Linked DNA regions of Gossypium hirsutum: regions 1 and 2 are each linked to region 3. A link is a contact called in public Hi-C data. All regions are on one chromosome and are shown on one strand. Each heading gives the region's core, a stretch centred on a gene start, on an enhancer-like site or on the middle of the called end of the contact. The rest is flanking DNA. Distances are from core to core; before and after follow the strand shown.

The links. Hi-C and Micro-C count contacts between places; a contact is called where the count stands out from the background.
Region 1: a contact with region 3 is called in a Hi-C map of leaf, with 3 times the contacts expected there. The contact joins the promoter of LOC107896591 here to the promoter of LOC107896602 in region 3. A contact is called at or near these places in 9 of 34 Hi-C or Micro-C datasets (callus, hypocotyl, leaf and 1 more).
Region 2: a contact with region 3 is called in a Hi-C map of leaf, with 2.5 times the contacts expected there. The contact joins the promoter of LOC107896599 here to the promoter of LOC107896602 in region 3. A contact is called at or near these places in 15 of 34 Hi-C or Micro-C datasets (anther, callus, fibers and 2 more).

Annotation. Positions count from the first base shown.
Region 1 is chrA10:101,806,717-101,810,416 of Gossypium_hirsutum_v2.1, reverse strand. It overlaps LOC107896591 (probable WRKY transcription factor 48), which reads right to left and starts at 2,365. Exons shown (of 3, transcript XM_016821788.2): 1 at 1,449-2,365; 2 at 1,118-1,261; 3 at 1-1,015. The coding sequence starts at 1,921. The coding sequence ends at 583.
Region 2 is chrA10:101,453,232-101,457,195 of Gossypium_hirsutum_v2.1, reverse strand. LOC107896599 reads right to left here and starts at 2,060. Exons shown (of 16, transcript XM_041079142.1): 1 at 1,605-2,060; 2 at 790-984; 3 at 603-677; 4 at 219-386; 5 at 1-24. The coding sequence starts at 1,808.
Region 3 is chrA10:101,643,288-101,647,275 of Gossypium_hirsutum_v2.1, reverse strand. It overlaps LOC107896602 (DNA replication complex GINS protein SLD5), which reads left to right and starts at 1,986. Exons shown (of 6, transcript XM_016821805.2): 1 at 1,986-2,316; 2 at 2,755-2,877; 3 at 3,090-3,172; 4 at 3,310-3,419; 5 at 3,935-3,988. The coding sequence starts at 2,140.

The sequences.
Region 1 (3,700 bases), core at 1,116-3,615, 160 kb before region 3:
TTTTTCTTTGCACTTCCATCAATGAAACATATGGCATTCAAATAATAATTTAACTTTTAACACATTGTTTTCACTGCCCTGCCCTCTCTCTTTCTCTAGCTTCCTAGGGTAGATTTCCCAGCTTCCTTTTTCTACAAGTTCAAGAGCTTTGACGCATCCAATAAAATATTGCTTTGCTAACAACTAGTCTGCATGACGACTTTTTCATGAAAAAAACCCTAACCCTAAAGTCTTCTTTGTACCTACGTTTTCTCTCTTGACAATGCATACAATGAAAAAGAAAGGAGAAGAAAATGACTAACGTGTAGCACAATTGGAAGAAATTAATAATAAAAAAACCCCAATATTTCCATAATTGAATTCTCCTTAAATACAAAGAATAATAACCACAAGAAAAACCAAGTACAAAACCACTTGTTCTCCTGCAAAAACACTATAAAAAGACAGGTGATTTTATACAGATGATAATAGATTGAATAAAAAAAGATATAGTGAATTGGGTTTTTTATCAGTTAGTAAAGGATTAGGAAACAACATACCAGCAATCATATAATTATATATAAAAAAAGAACCCATACTGTCTTACTGTTCCTTTGCCTCTTTCCTCATCTGTGTTGGAACAATATCCTGAAGGAGTCCATTGTCTCTTGGTAACGAAGCTGAAGAAGAAGTAGGAGAAGTATTAAAACGTCTGTCTTGAAGGAAATCAGGGATCGAGGCATTGAAGCTAGAGCCACTAGTAGTGATACTAGTAATGTTCAAAGAAGGCGATGAGTTATATATATAGGGTTGCAATTGTTGCTGCTGATGTAAATACTGAGGTTGAGGAACAACAAAAGATGGGCCAAAACTAGAGGAGGGATCCATGTTGATTCCAATGCTTCCTCGAGGAGTTATCGGGTAGGGATGCTTGTGTTGGCCTTCGTAAGTGGTGACAACGATGGTGGGATCATCGGAGGATCTCTCGACTCTCTTCTTCACCCCACAGCCAGCGCTGGTGCAACGATAATAGCTCCTGTTTTTCAACCATATAATATAGCAATGCTTACTAAAAATGAACATTAGTGGACCAATATGAAAAGGGAGAGGGGTTATTAGATTAGATATTGATTGATACCTGGGAAAAGGGCTGTTTTTCACAGCTTTTTGGCCATACTTTCTCCATCGGTAACCATCATCTAAGTGATCAACTTCACTCTTTGTCATGAACGCAAATCTCGGTTCCCTTTGCCTTTTTTGGTTCTTCTTTTTGGGTTTCAACCTAAACCCATAAAAGCAAAAGCAAAGCTAAAAAACAAAACCTTTACTTAAAAAATCAGCAATACAAAGCAACCAAAAGTTTATCCCACACTACCCCAAATATCTAACTCAAAAACAGAAACAATAAATAGAGAGAGTGAGTATTGAATCCAAAGCCATAAATGATAGTCAAAGAAAGGTTAGCTTACTGTTTCTTTGTCTTGTCTTGATGCTGCTCTTCTTCTTCATCATCTTCAGCTTTGGTTGGTTCATGATCATTTGCAGCTTCATTAGATGAAGAAGAGAAGGAAGAAGAGTTTGGTGTTGCAGGGTTGTTTAAAACTTCAGAAGATTCCGGCAGGGTGGAGGCCGGCGATGGAAGGGCTTGAAGCTGCTTCGCGTCCAGTTGTTGGTGAAGAAGTGGTTCAGATGATGTTGAGGGAGGTGGTGGTGGAAGAATCGGTGGTGGCTGAAAGGAATCGAATAAAGAAGGGGCAATGAAATCTTGATGGATGCCAAGCAAGTCCATGAAACCTAAAGAAGACCCCCACTTAGTATCTCCATCACATGCCCCTGCTCCAGTTGCCATGTCAAAGATGCTTCCACCGGAACTGGTCGCTTCTGCTGCTGCTGCTGCTGCCGCCGCTGACGGATTCTCATCGGAAAATATTAAATTCGCCATGGAAATGAAATTCTCTTTCTTCTTCTCCACACACTTTTTCACATATTCTCCTCCATATTTTTTGTTTTTCTAAGAAACAAAAGGAACCCAAAGTTCTTATCTTTGCATTAAACCAAAAAGAGACATTTTCTTAAAAAAAAAATGATAGAAAAAGAGAGTGAGAAAATGGGGTGAAGTGTATGTGAAAAAGACTTTGGGTTGGGAATTTGGAGAACAGCTTGGGATTATAGTATAAGCATAGGAGAAGAGTAGAGACCGGCATTTGCCGGTTGATTAAGTGTACGGTACGTGGCGATTAACGGAGGCCGGTGTTGGACCGCATTTATTGTTTATGGACCGCCCCCTCTATTTTAGGTCTACCTTTGGGTACGCGTTGACGGGGGCCGTCTTTTTTACTCCTTTTCTTATTTTATTTTTTAAACAAATATTTTCTCTTTTAATTACTTACTACCTCTAATCTAACTTACCTAATCTCGTCTCTTCTCTATTTTTGCTTTCAATTTATTAAGGTGTTTTTTCTATCATTTTTCCATCTTTTTGGCTTTTCAAGGCCACCCAACTTTAGTCTTTATTTTTTAACTTCATATTAAAAAAAAAAAGTAGTACGTGAAATCTATATCATTTTTTAAAAAAAAAAGTGAGAAAAGGGTGCCACCACCTCACCATATCTGAAATTTTCTTTTCTTTTCTTTTCTTTTAAAAAAAAAACCTCTATTTCTCTTATAACTGATATTGGAAAATGAAGTAATAAATAAGCGCGTTATGAAATGCTGAGCCAATGTATGCGTCAGCTGAGTTTCTAACTCATTACTCGCCTACTTCTTCCCCGACAAAACCCACACGCCTCACCAGACATTGTCCTAAAAAATCAAATAACCTGGTTCAATCCGATTTCCGTCTATATTATTTCTTTTATTTATAACTCTTCAATTTTCATTCAATCCGAAATTCTTTTTCCAAATTATTCATTAACTTTGGCTTTTCTACATTCGACCAAAATTCACTAATTATAATACCATCATGCAAATTCAAACGTTGTGTCTTACAAATTTCAGAGTTAAAAAAGTTATATAATCTCTTGAAATTTATCCAATACTAAAAAATATATATCATTTGTGTCTTTTCTTCTATTTTACTTCAATTTAGTAATTGTTTATACTTGCTTTTTAGATGGATGCAAATTGCTTCTAGTATGGTAATGGTTTGCTTTTAAAATAGATTTGTACATCTTTTTTTCGATTGATTTGAATTGAAAAGTGGTTTTTTTCAAAAATAATTTTTAACTTTTTCTCCGCAATTAAACTTGATTGAAATGTAATTTTTCCTTAAAGCAACTATAGTGTTTGTCAAAATTGATTCAAGTAGAGAAATCTATAAAGATTTTCTAAGCTTTTTGAGATACTTCATTTGATCTAATCACATGAGTGAAAGTGATTTTTTGTCCATTTGATTGTTCTACAAGAATTTAAACTCTTTTATTCATAGTTATCTCTTATAGCTTAAAGATAAAATAACTATTTTATATTATCACTTAATTATTTTATTTTTAATTAACGATAATTCAAATTTTAATATTAAAAAAATAATCATAACTAAATTTACTCACTGATAATATTAATTTTTATTTATTTATGTGAGAATTTTCGTCTAGGGATTTTCAATTTTTGTCATTGCCGACAAAATAAAAATATAGTAATCGTGTTTTCAAAGGTACAACCAAACTTCTACGGAGAAAATCCCAAAAAAAGAAGAAAAGGAAAATGGAAGTGAAAAATGTGG
Region 2 (3,964 bases), core at 811-3,310, 190 kb after region 3:
CTTATTCCTAGGATCCATTCGGACCTAAAAAGAGGCCGAATCATTCACCAGTGTATCAAGAAGGAAAATTTCAAAACAATGCAGCCATGTAAGGGGAAAGGAAAAACAAAAACACTAGGAATGGTCAAAGTTTCATACAGACAAAACACAGAACTAATGTTTGAAATTATACTTAACAAAACACAGAACTAATGTTTGAAATTATACTTAGCTTATACCTTGTCGAAGTTAACAATAAATATAGCAGTTGGCACAGGTCTATCCATCTCTTTAGCAGAATATCCCCCACTTTCCATGTCAAATATATATGAATATAGCTTTTGGAATACTGGCTCCACAGCTGTTGCTTCCACCTCAAATAGGGGCACCTCTCTCCCAAAATCAGGCTAATATGTAAAATGAAAAAAAAAGAAAAAAAGAAATTGATATATAAAAGAATTCATATGGTTAATATTCTTTCCACTATCAAGAGTAATAGTAAATATGAAGCAATATAGTAGACCTCTCTTGCGAAAAAAGAAATTGATATACAAAAGAATTCATATGGTTAATATTCTTGCCACTATCAAGAGTAATAGTAAATATGAAGCAATATAGTAGACCTCTCTTGCGGAACCAGCAGGAACCATGGCCTCCTTCAGTGCCTTCTCAAGCGCAATCAATTCTGGCTGTCCTGCCTATAGTAGAACAAATAAGTGAAGAACAACAGTAACAACTCAGTTTAGATATCTAGCTGAAGCTTAAACCAGTAGTAATTATTAAGATGCAATAAGGAATGAAAAAACTTACAGGAAATGTGTTATAAACAACATGATGTTCGATATCAAGGGGCTCCTTGGTCTCGAGACAGGAAGGCCTATGAGAGGGAAAGCTAACTCTCAGAAACTCCTCCAATTTCTGTGCATCGACATTGTACCGATAGCCACCATCTCCATTGAGACCAATTAGCACCATATTCACCTCGAGCGGAACCTGAAATGGAACCTGCACAACAGAACTTGTTCTAATCATAACCATAGATGAGTAAAACTAAGCTAACAGCCACAACCTCTTCATGTTTCTAGGGATTTCAGGAACGCAATTTAAATTTTGAATCACATTTTGGGAGAGATCAACTACGTAGCTCATTCACTCAAGTCGAAACCTATAATATTGGTAAGTTCCTTTAAAGTAATCACTAAAACAACAAAAAATCAATGAAAATTGGCGAGAAAAATGTCCATATAAGTTTCTTTAGAGATTTAACAAGATTTTTAGAAAGGGAACCTTTTCTAATCATAACCAGAGATGAGAAGAACTAAGCTAGCAGCCACTAACTCTTCAAGGTTCGAGAGATTTTCAGAACGCAATTCGAATTTTGAATTACATTTTAGGATAGATCAACTGTGTAGCTCAAATTCAGTCAATTCGAGTCCTATAATTTTCGTAAATTCGACGCTCTAAATTAATAATTAAAATGAAAAAACCTCGATGAAAACCCGATATTATTAATAATATGAATTTTTTCAAAAAAGAAAAAGAAAACTCGATGAAAATTGGCGAGGAAAAAGTCGTCATAATTTCTTCACAGATTTAACAAGATTTTCAGAGCGAGAATCGATTACCTCAGCACGCGCGTGGAGCGTGCGGCGAACATCGGATCGGACGCTGTCGCGAACTTCGAGGAATGCGCTATGGTGCCAGTGAGGGTGATCAGGGTCTCTTTTGAACGCTTGTTGAGTAGAATCGGATAAAGTTGCGAGTCCACTGAGTGTAACGAGAAATATCGAACATGATAACATAGACGATAACCTCGATCTCGATTCCATTTCAGTGATAAAAACAGAGGAGAAATGCGTGAAAATGGTTACTCAATTAATTTTGTATGAGCTTTTTAGCCACTACCGGCGATGACTTGCGCCTAGACTGAACTGGGAATTAATAATTTACGAAGTTTCCAAAATGATGCCTGCTTTTGTGGTTAAATTACGAGATGTAGAATGAAAACATTTTATAATGAGCCTTTTGATTTTGGGCAATCAATTTTCAACTTGAAGCAGCCCACCCCATCTTCTTTCATCAAATTACGACCGGTTAAACTTGGTGTATATTTTTCCCTTTGTTGTTTATGTTTAATTAGTACTTAATTTTAAAAATAGTTAAATAATTTGACATTTTTATTTAAAAACGTGTTTTTCCAGTGAAAAGAAAATTAAAATGATGAAAAATTGAAGGATGAAAAAATAAAAAGATAAAAGAAAATATTATTTTTCTTTTTATATATGTGTCGAGTAGAAAAGATGGAAAAGATTTTTTTCCTCCATTACCTGGTAAAATTGAAAGATTTAATGAAATAAAATAAAATATTTGAAATATATATAATTTAAACTAAGAGACACTTCTCCCACTTTCTCTCCAATCACCATTTCAATTTGGAAGAATTTATTTTTATGTATTAGAATGAAAAATTATTGTTTCTCTCATTTTCTTTCCCACCCAGCATATTTAAAATTTATTTTCTTTCCATTTTTCCACTCCCTTCTGACATTGCTCCACTTTTTTTCCTAACCAATCACACCCTTAAGCTTTGTTTGGTACAAAGGAAAGAAATTTAGAAAATTGGAGAGGAAAACTAGAAGGATGGAAAATATAAATTTTCTTTCAGTGGATATGCTTGGTAAAAAAGATGAAAAAAAATAATTTTTTTCTCTTAATTGCTTAGTAGAGTTGAAAAATGAAAGGAAAGCAAATAAAACAATCAAAAAATGTAAAATTTGAACAAACATACACTTCTCTCCCATTTTCTCTTTTCTGATCATTTTAATTTAGAAAGATTAATTTTTATACATTAGAATGGAAAATGATATCTCTCTTATTTTATTTTCTCTCACTTTTCTTCCCAACTAAGTACACTCTAAATTTATTTTCTTTCTATTTTTCCATTTTCTCCTTCTATTCCTCTATTTTTTTCATCCAACCAAATACACCTTAAAGTCATATGCAATAGTATAAACTTAAAAGGAATAGGTGCTTTTTTTTTTTTGAAAAAACACTTTTGGAATCAAAATAATATTCTTAGCCCTCATTTATCATTATACTTATTTTTTGTAATATTTATATTAGGTATACAATTATTTCACTTCTTGAAATTTATTTCAGCATTATTTATTGGAACTAATTTGTATTCTTATGTGATGCACAATTATATATATTAACTTTTTAATTCTTTTTTAACATTAATTTATGTTAATTTCTTCAAAAAATATTATTAAATTAAAAAATTAATGTAAATAAAAATATTTAACTAATTTAGAATAAGTTATATTAGTGTTATTTGATCTTAAAATTATTTACTATTAAAACAATACAAAAATTCATCATGGTATAAATATTAATATTAATACATTATAGTTTAAAACTATTATTAATAATATTAATATATTATAATTTAAAAATATTATTAATAATTTCTTACAGGTTATTTATTTTATATATATTGTTAAATTAATTTGTTTTAATCTTTAAATTGTTAATATTCAATTTTTGTAATTTTGTATTTATTTTTGTGCTACTTTAATCAATGAATATAATTAATTCTTATTATATTTGAAAAATATAAATTTAATTTGATAAATGTTATTAATATATGTCTTTCTTTAAAAATACATTTTAAGCTTCACAATTTAATATTCATTAATTTTATATTACAACGTTAAAATTGAATTCATTTAAGTAAAATATTTTACGTCGATAAATGTTATTATTATATGTCTTTCTTCTTGGTGTAAAGTAAAGAACAGATGATTACATGGATTTATACATAGATATAGTGCCTCTAATACTATCTTCTTATAGTATTTCTTTGATTGCAACGGGAAGATCTTCGAACATATGTAAGTCTTCATCGTTCAATGAAGCAATTTTTGCTATTGCATCCGCTGCCTTACTAAATTCTCTAGGGATGTATTCCTAGAATCACTTCTTT
Region 3 (3,988 bases), core at 737-3,236:
ACAAGAGTGGAAGATTCTCAGAAGCAGAAATTCATTACCACTCCACATTCAAGGAGATTCTTGCAGTTAAAAAAGGTATGGCAAAATTCAAATTCCATCTTCTGGGTTATCATTTTCTAGTAGAAATGGATATGTCTTCATTCCCAAAAATGCTCAAATTCAAATAGAAAACTGTCCCTCACCCACAACTCTTAAGATGGGTAGAATGGTTTTCTAAATTCAGTTTTGATGTTAGACATATACCAGGAAAACAAAATGTTCTCGCTGATCTACTTTCCAGACCGAAAGAAAATCCAGAAGTCTTTGCCTATAAAAGAGTTTTTTGGCCTAGATCAATCATGATGTACAGACCCTATTCCTCATCATCAACCTCTCCTACCCCATACACTGTCACTCCCAATCTTCACCCTGAATACCCTTCAGAAGTTTTTTCTCTTGTAGAAAAAAATTGTTTTCATCAGAAAGCTAGAGACATGATGTTTGAGTACTAGATTCAAGTTTTCAAAAATTTTGGGGGACTTATTCTTAAACCTTGGGGAATTCATCCAGATTATCCTTTTATACACCCAATAAGGTTTAAATTTGTTGAACAACCAAATGAATTAAAATGGTTCTTATGGTATTTCACTTATCTTTACCATATTGCCATACAGTTCGACACCCCTGATCTTCTCTACTACTTGAAAAAAGCCATCAGAGGAAACATTGAACCAGAACACCAAAATTTCTTTACTTTCCTTAGTTGGTTCCATCCTTTCCCACAATGGCTCCAGATCATTGAGCAGCATTGCAATCAGAAAAAAGGTAATTATGGAAGTTATATGATTATAATCTTCCATAAGCCTCAATACTTTGTCAAATGTGGAAAAGCAACCCAGCTCAATTCCTTTCCTACTTCATGGATCCATAAATCTCTTGAAAATGAAGTCTTCAAAGATGATGTTCAATATCGGGAATTACAAAAGTTTCTTTGCCAGCTCAACAGGATTATTCCATTTGAGATATGGCCACCTCCAGATATTGATGCACCATGGGACACCTGGCCAAGGACATACACACCTTATCATGAAGCAGTCCTAAAGACTCTCCGTGAATATCATGAAGGAATTCTTGACCCCACAGAATGGTCTCAAGATTACCCGTGGCAATACAGCCAAATCAGTCTTGCTAAGATAGAATTACACGATGAAAAAGAAAAAGGAAAAGATGAAGAAATGACCTGCTGCAGTGAAGATTCCATGGATAGTGCTCAGCTTCCCCATTCAAATGTAAACAGCTGAAAACCACTTGTCCGGAATCTTGCTTTAAATAATTAAAGTATTTTGCTTTATGTCAAATAATGTCTGATATCAGTCCTGTTTTTACTTTATGTACTGTTTACTTTATGCTTTAATGACTGATCCTTATCCAAAGTACTGTTTATTATTTTGTTGTATTACATCTCCTTCAGCTATAAAAGGAGGATGTATTCTCATTGTAAAAACCACAAAGAAGTTTTATAAAAATCCAGTGTGTTTTTCTACTTATGGCTTTCTAAAGTTTTTCCTTTTCTCTGAATCATCTTCTTCTTAGAAAGTTTCAGATGAGTTTATAAAGAGTTTACAATAAAGTATGCTCTGTGCTTGCCATATAATGGATCCTGCACATCAGAAATATTGAAATTCTGATCAACAATACTTATATTGATATGGATAGCATATGTCTCTTGAATTAAGGCTTTGTTGCTAAAAGGCAGTGCCTGTTGAATAACCCGTGTGGATGAAAGGTTTAAGTTTTGGCATAGCATACTTGCAACAATTCCTTCTTTTTTACAATCCCTGTGTTTATCCATACCCGTATTGGTATTAATAATTAATAATTATATATCTAATAGATATAGCCTTTATCAAGAGAGAGATTCCCCTTTGGCTATTCGTTTGAGTGGATAAGACGCCATCAAAGCCGTCCGTTTTTAACCAGGCAATCCAATGGTGTTAGACTCACGAACAAAAGCGTCATGTGCTGGTCTTGGAAACACTCGATCCTTTTCTTTTGCTTTTGGCGGCAACTCCGGTCGCATTTTTTCGTCTAAATTGAAAATTTCTCTGGTTAAGTAGTCATTTTAGATTCGATTCAGAACCCTAGAAAAAGAGAGATAGAATGGCGTCGGGTGCCGGAGACTGGTCGGCGGAACAGATCGATGATTACGAGACGTTAATTTCGACGACCGATGTGGAGCTCTTGAAGAGAGCATGGCGTAATGAGAAAGCGTCTCCTGAGATCCTTCCTTTCGAGGAAGCTCTGGTTAAAAGAGCTAAAGAGCAGATCCAGTTGATGGTACTATTTCTCAATCTCATACATAACCCTCTCTCTCTGTTTGTTTTTGGGGAAATTCTGCATTGACAAATAAAGATTAACCTATAATTATTCTCAATTATACGTTTCTATTTTTTTTTTGTTTGCTTCTATTTACGTTATTTACTGGAATGTCGAAACGTTTTCGATCTGGATTTTTTTTTAATATTTAAGAGAGAAGTTAATCTTAATTGAATACTTGTAGGAACTGATTTTGAGATTAAATTGAAAGTTAACCTATTGTAACATATTAATTAAGGTTTACAATTTTCTCAATAGGTAGAATTTAACTCTATAGTTGCAATTTCAGCTTTAGTGCCCAAAATTTCTCCGGATTTTGAACTCGATGAAAAAAAAATCGAAGTCCTGTCGAAAAATTATTCCTTTTCTTTGAGACTGAATTGGTGCAAAAATTTGCAGGAGGAAACAGTAGACGACTTTGCAGAAAGTGGTCATGATCCTCTCATTGCATCACTGTATCAGATGGACCTGGATAGGGCTCAATTTTTGCTGAGATCTTATCTTCGGGTTCGGCTGCAGAAGGTGGACTTCTAATTCTCCCTGTCTGTTTTCTTTTGGTTTTATCTTCAGCTTGTGTTGTTCCTGGGAAAGCTGAAAAATGATACTATTCTTCGAACGGAGTTTGAGATCAATTGAACCATTCTGGTTCTGCCATTTACTGATTTCTGTATGAATTGCTGCCTGAAATCTCTTATATTTTCTCATTGAATTTCTGGGTCATGATGTTGGTGCAGATTGAGAAATTCATGTTTCATATCTGGAAAATGGATACTTATAGGAACCGGCTTTCAATAGAAGAGGAAAAGTTTACCGAAAGGTAAAAGGCTCTGAGAGTTGAATTATATTTATTAAGTTTATTTGGCAAACTTGGTTTAAAACTCCATATTCTGGGTATAGATGAGCATCTTAATATATCCGAAAAGTTATCTTTAAAATTTGATTTCATGGTTTCAGGTGTATTCGTGATATTGGGAAACATCTTGAAGAAACTGTTCTGTCAAAATTGCCTGATAATTATCAGTCTGTATTAAAGCAGTCGATTATAAGTGAAGAAGATGATATGGGTAATTGAAATGATCTTTTCTCCAACATTTACACTTTCTTGATAAGGCATCACTTTTCCTGTTCAGGTTTCATCTGTACTTTGAAGTTAATGGCTTGTGGTGCTTGGAATGACAAGAACAGGAAATCCTTGGTTATGCCAGTAAACCATGTTATTCCAACCCTTAAATTTTCTTGAAGTATCATGTCCAGTACAGATGGGGAAATGATCTTTGAAATATATAGAAAAAATCAGAAGAAAAAAAAAATATAGTCATGTCAAACAAACACTTGAGTTTGAGTGACATAACTAGAAAGTAATTCATGTGCATGTATTTTGTTTACTGTCATTACATTGCAATTTGTAACTAGTTCTTTTTTAGGTTTACACCTTAACAGGCTTTAGTTTGTTTTTCTTGAGTGATTTCTGTTCAAGTACTTGGAACTTGTGGTTGATTTGAAAACAAAGTCCACTCATTGACTGCAATTTTGTTTACAATTTGCCAATTGATTATTGATTTATGTCTATGATTTTCAGTTCCAGAGCCACAACTAGACACATTTATTGTTGCCAAATGCGAGAGAGCAACAA